Linked DNA regions of Rattus norvegicus: region 2 is linked to region 1. Evidence: chromatin contacts called from public Hi-C data. All regions are on one chromosome and are shown on one strand. The core of a region is the stretch at or near the end of the contact, and the rest is flanking DNA. Distances in the headings are between cores, read along the strand shown.

Region 1 (3,055 bases), core at 539-3,038:
TGAGAGTGCTTCTATAATAAATGCCTTTGCATTGTTCTGTTGGTGCTTCTGTTCCTGAACTTAGCTTCTTAGCCAATCCTGTGCCTAAAGAAAAAATGAGCATGTAAGCTGGGACTCAGGTTGGTGGGGGCTCGCCTTCTCCCCCGTCACTATATGACAGGACCGCCACCAAAGTAGTGAGCCCTGTATTGTCAGACAAGGAGGCGGCGTTGGTTCCTCCTTGCAGTCCTTATCAGTGCTCTCTCAGACTCGGGCATCCACACTCGCTGCCGAGCATCACTAAGGCACTGGGTGTTATGAGTGCCACCCTCAAGAATCAACACGAGCAGGAGGTACTGGAAGCGTTTAATTGGCCTCTCAGGGATGCGCCGAGCTCCTCATGCTGCGGAGCTTCTCTTATAGCTCTCCAAGTGGGATAAGACCCATCCTGCTGGAACCATGAAGCCAGCGATTATGACTGACATCCCCACAGCCTGATCCTGTGGAAAGAAAACCAAACATGAGTCCACTGGCCATTAGAAGGCTTGGGCTTGGCCATAGGCCATCCTTAGAATCCTGCTGTGTGGGGCTTCTGTCTCGGTCAGAAGCAACCAGAGGTCACTGCCCTTGCTCTTCTTCTCTGCATGTTGACCAGCCATAGTCCCCATTTCCCTTCTGCTTCTCTAGGCAGTCTGTGAGCAAGCAGGCTCTGCGTGTCAGAGAGCTTGGCAGCTCGGAGTCCTTGGCAGGGAGAGTGACCTCAGAAATCAGGAGCAACGACCTTGGGCTTCAGAAACCAGGATCCTGCCTAGCTGAAGCAGCTCCCAGTGAGGCAGAGGTTCACTCAGCTCCTGTCCAGTCTTATGTCCCAGGGGGCTATGCAGAATAGCAGAGCAGCTAAGGTTTCCATTGTTACAAACGAACACTGGGCTTTTCTCAAAAGCAGCCCCATTCAGAAGCCACAGTGAGTGAGGTCGGACACCTGCCTTGAGTGTCCCATGTGCAGTGATGACCCCCGTCAGGAGCCCTGTGTTCTCAGTAGCTTTAGGTAGAGACACATTCTGAGCTATCAACTGTGTGACACCCTGAGTTCTCTCAAAACAAGGCCTGTGTCCAGGCCTTCTTGAAGCTGAGTCAGTACTTCATTTGAAAACCAGTCCTTCCTATTAACCTTAATCCCGAGTTTAAGCAAATTCAGCCTAGACTAGGAATCTTAGTCTGGGCTGAGCCGTAGCTCTATGCATGAGTCTTTTGTACATGTGAGACAGACCTACTTTATATGTCAAATTTCATCAGATTTGCTGCCATTTTAGTTTTCCCCTCAGAGCAGCCCTCCTTGCCCCATAACAAAGGAATAAACACAAACCGATATGAGTCCTGTATCCTAACTCTGCCCCCTAATTCTGTCATTGTCGACCTTGGCCCAGAGGTATGTGAGGTCTGAGGACGTCCCTACCCCACCATTTGTAGCCCTTTGAGAGCCTGGCCCACGGGCAGTGGTGCCAGGGTGCTCTTCTGGCACTCAGACACCATCTTGCATAAAATACTGATAACCTAGCACCACACCCACCCCTCTCCTTTATCACTTTAATCTTCCCTGTTGCCCTGAAGCCCAAGGAATCCTACCTTAGGAGTTACTTACCATGGCAGAAGTGGGAGATTTGGCTGGCTTGGAAGAGATACGGGCTTTAGGAATCACTGTGTACTTCTCGGGCGCTTGGAGCAGCCGCAGGATAGGGGGAAGCCTTGGCATGATTCTCGGGGTCGCACTCTTTCCTTGGCCCCAAAGAGGCACCCTGAATGTCTGCTGCACGTCCTCTGCTCACTTAGGTAGCTAGGGCTTTTTATAGTTGGGGCGGAGAACTGCAGCTGTCTCCTGTCACAAGACTTGGCAGAAAGGACAGCAGCTGGTAACTGGGAGAGAGCCAGTCTGCCCCAGGAACGTGCTGTGACCCCTCAACACGTAGGTGATGAGCTGGGCCCTTCCATATAGGATTCACTTCTTTGCAGAAAGAGACTTCAATGGGATAAGCCCAGGAAAGTCAGGCTTTAAAATGCAAGAGATGCAGCATACGTTAAAGAAAGAAATCCTGGGGTATCAACAATGCATACAGAGCCTGCATTGAAGTCCTACAACCTGGTTTCTGGATGAGAGGCAGCTCTCCCATTCTCAAATGGTGCACACTGAGCTAGTAGTCATGTTCTATTCTTCATAGGTCTAGGCGTAGCTGGGGGATTCTCCAGGGCTCCATATATTCCTGCGTGGTGAATGGCCTCACAGTTGTGCTGCAAAGGAACAAAAATAGAGTATAGACCAGGTACTTTCTGGGTGCTAACTGTAGGCAGGAACCATGTCTGTCCCCAGACCCTTGTCCCCAGTCAGGGTACCAGGCTGGGTGAGCTCTAACACTCAGGCCTCTCTACAGATAGTGTGCTGTCCATTTCTCCCCAGACTTGCATTAGTGCCTTGTTATCCTGCTCCCTGGAAGGCTATCACCCTGCAGACCCCACTCTCCCTTCCATGTGCTCCTCTCCTCTATCCCCAGGCAGTAGCTGTCCTCTTAGCCCAGCTGACTCCTACCAAATGCAAAGGGCCATTTTCAGCACTGTGTGGTTAGCCTTGTGTCGCTCGGCTGCTGGATTCCCTCCATCTCATCCGTCTTCTGACCTCTGGTCAGCCCCAAGTTCTTGGGTCTCTCTCTTTCCAGACCTCCTCTGGCCCTGACCCACTGTGCTTTAGCACTGCCAGCTTCTCAGTCATCTGAGACTGACTGTGATCAGGACAGACTAACCAGCGATGGTTCTGCCCACCGCAGGGCCAAGTTCTGTGACCCCGAAGTTTCCTTCTCCAGCAGCAGCCTCTGTTTGCTCTGGAATTCATACTCTGCTTCCAACCCACCAATAGCACCACACCGCAGAGATTAGCTCCCTTCTTCCCAAACTCTAACCCCTAAAGTTTCTACTTCGGCCTCTCTACACACTGTCTCAGACAATTCCTGTAAATCAGCCATCACCACTGCATCCTCCTCCAGGCTCCACGCCTCTCCCACAGCCCCCAAGGCCTCAGTGGTGTGCA
Region 2 (2,721 bases), core at 70-2,569, 300 kb after region 1:
CTGTGGAAGGAAGGATGTTTCTGAGGCCTGAAGACAGCTACCCATGTCTCCACATTCCTGAACAACTGCCACGAAAGCTAGCCTGGACAGCATGTGGGTATCCTGGTGGGCTCCTTGGAAGAAGTGATCTGTGCTGTGCTGCCAGCACAGAGGAGGGAGAGGAGTGCTAGGTTCTGTTTAAGAGAAACAGAAATCACTTCGGCTACTCTCTATAACAGTTATGACAATGACAGCAGTTCTGTGTGAAGTTACAGCACCTGGTACAGCATAGCCTTGCTAAAGGGGTCTTCCCCTCCCTTCCCAGGGCTAGGAGTCCACCATGGGGAAAGATAAACTTTACACATATTGACACAAGTAACGGAAAACTGAGGCAAGGATATAGATAACTCACTGTGGTCATACAGCCAGGGGATGGAGAAACCAGAGTTATCCCCACCCTCGTCGAGCCAGTGAGTAAAACCAGCACTGCCTGGATCAGATGTGTCATCCAAACCCAGTCATCACTGGGGCACTACCAGTGGGGTGGGGCAGTTACAGTACTTCTAGTCACAGGCACAGCTCCCAAGTCCACAAGTCCTGTTCTCTTCTGCACTACAACTGGGTCCTTTTCCCTTTGGGGAAAGCACAGGACTGGACTTTATGGGAGGCAGGGGGCCAGCCAGTTATCTGTGATCATCTGAGGTCAGGGACAAGGGATGTGAAAGTAACCAGGCAGCTGACTCTCCTCCCACACGCCTCCCCTTATTTGGCCTTGGGACCAGGCCCTTGGAAAGCACACAGGTGACCAGGCAGGAGGCCCCACCAGCCCGGCTTAGAGGCATTATTCAGGCCTCTGCTTAGATGTGATTGGGGGTTGCTTGCTAGCTAGCTGCTCCTAGCTGTAGCTCTGTTGGGTTAATCCTAGGATCTGAAGACACCCTCTTTGGGCCTTAAAGTGAGCGAACAGGCAGCTGGTAACAGGCCGCTGGTGACCGAGCTATGAGCTCAGCCTTCAAGCACTGAGAAAGGCTCCTCAGGGCACCAGTGTGTCACCCTAAGAAGGAACAGGCCTCAGAGGCTCGCCCGAGCCGTGATCCCGCCCCTGCCCCCGCCCTAATTTTTGGTCCCTCGAACCTTCTGGTCCAGACGCTCTGCCACGTATTAAGAAGGCCAGGAAGGGACCCGAAAAAGACTCTCAAAGGCAGACGGGAGCCCCAAAACATGGCCCTAGCTCACCTGGTGCCGCTGCTAAAGGTCCCAGTCGCTCCGGTTTCTTCCGCCCAGGGCGGGGCCTAGAGACTTTGGCTGGTTCCCATTCTCTGGCCCCAACTAGCCTTTCACTTTGCGGTCTGGAGACCGCCCATCAGGTCTGCCCCTCCCACATGCAGGCTGCACTTTGGGAACAGAACTTGACAAACCTGAGTCACTTCTTTGGGTCTGACTAAAACTGTTAAATGATTCACAACTGCCTCGAAATGGGTGCAACTGTGATGAGAGATTCTAGCATCAACAACAGCACACGCCCATCTCTCTCTCCTACAAGTCAACAAGGTTTTGATGGATAGAACAGTGTTCAAAGCGTCCTTTATGTCCCCAGGAATGTGGCTGAGGGTGGTAACATACCACCTCTGATGCATGAGGCTCTCAACACCCCCAAAAGGCAAGCATTTCGTCACTATTTAAGCATTTCTCATATTTGTATTATAATATATATATATATATATATATATATATATATATATATATATATGCTTCGTCTGCATATAAGTCTATGCATCATGCCCAGAGAGGTCAGAAAAGGGGATCAGATTCTCAGGGAATGGCCACCATTCAGGTGCCGGGAACTAAGTCATGCTCCTAACTGCTAAGCCATCCCTCCAGCCCATGTTTAAACTTTGTAATATACTCCCAAGTTATGGGATTTGCTTTTGGTTTCAGCATTTTTGAAACAAGGTCTTGATGTGTAGCCCAGGAAAGCCTTGAATTTGCTTCCTGAGTGCTGGGATTCTAGCGATGTGGAAAAAAATCAGCATTGAGAGTTTGTCCCTCAGGAGCCTTGCTCTCTTGCGCAGATGGCCACACACAACACCTGTCAAGGAACTGGTATTCATCCACCCCAAGTATTTGTTAAACACTGGTCATGTGCCAGGTGCTGTTCTAAGTCCCTGCCAGGACTCTAATAACATAAGTAAAGGAGATTCCAGCAGGCCAGCATAGGAAACAGGGACTGTGTTCCCCAAAACGCTTGGGACAGGGAGCTCTAATGGGAGAAAAGGAGGCAAAGAGGCAGGCAAGAAGATAGGTTGGAACGGAGCTCAGCTTCATGAACCCTGCACAGTGGCCACTACAGACACAGCTTAATCTTCATTGCTGTAGGAGCTGCCCTCACTGCACCAAGACACCAGCAACTGGTCAGTGAAGTAGGGATCAGTGCTTTGGGGAAAGATAAAGCCTGCCCAGTCAGCAGGAACACTTTGGCCAGGCCAGCCTTTACTTGTTGCTAACATGAAGGAGAATTCCTGAAAAGAAGCTGTGTTTACAGAGACCGGTTGATTAGACTTGCAGTGCTGTGGCAGAATCAGAATGGTGTAGTTCCAGAGGCTACATTATCCTGGGCGAGTTCTAGCCCTCTAGGGCAGCTCTTCCTTGCCCACCTCTATGTCAGAAGTAACATCTGTGACTAATAGAAACCTTTTGGGATTTTTTTTTTGGGGGGGGTCATGATAGGGGTTCCTGGAACTA

Evidence for each region. A called contact is a pair of places that touch in the nucleus more often than the background predicts.
Region 2: a Hi-C map of psoas muscle shows a contact between it and region 1, with 2.2 times the contacts expected there. The contact joins the promoter of Rnh1 here to the promoter of Cox8b in region 1. A contact is called at or near these places in 10 of 12 Hi-C or Micro-C datasets (the A7r5 cell line, the Rat2 cell line, Schwann cells and 6 more) and 1 of 1 datasets of contacts at active chromatin or transcription factors (oligodendrocytes).

The regions. Positions count from the first base shown.
Region 1 is chr1:205,406,485-205,409,539 of GRCr8, forward strand. It overlaps Cox8b (cytochrome c oxidase, subunit VIIIb), which reads right to left and starts at 1,789. Exons shown (of 2, transcript NM_012786.3): 1 at 1,622-1,789; 2 at 329-479. The coding sequence starts at 1,732. The coding sequence ends at 378. Psmd13 (proteasome 26S subunit, non-ATPase 13) reads left to right here. Exons shown (of 13, transcript NM_001108925.2): 13 at 1-41.
Region 2 is chr1:205,705,491-205,708,211 of GRCr8, forward strand. Rnh1 (ribonuclease/angiogenin inhibitor 1) reads right to left here and starts at 1,320. Exons shown (of 10, transcript NM_001270763.1): 1 at 1,216-1,320.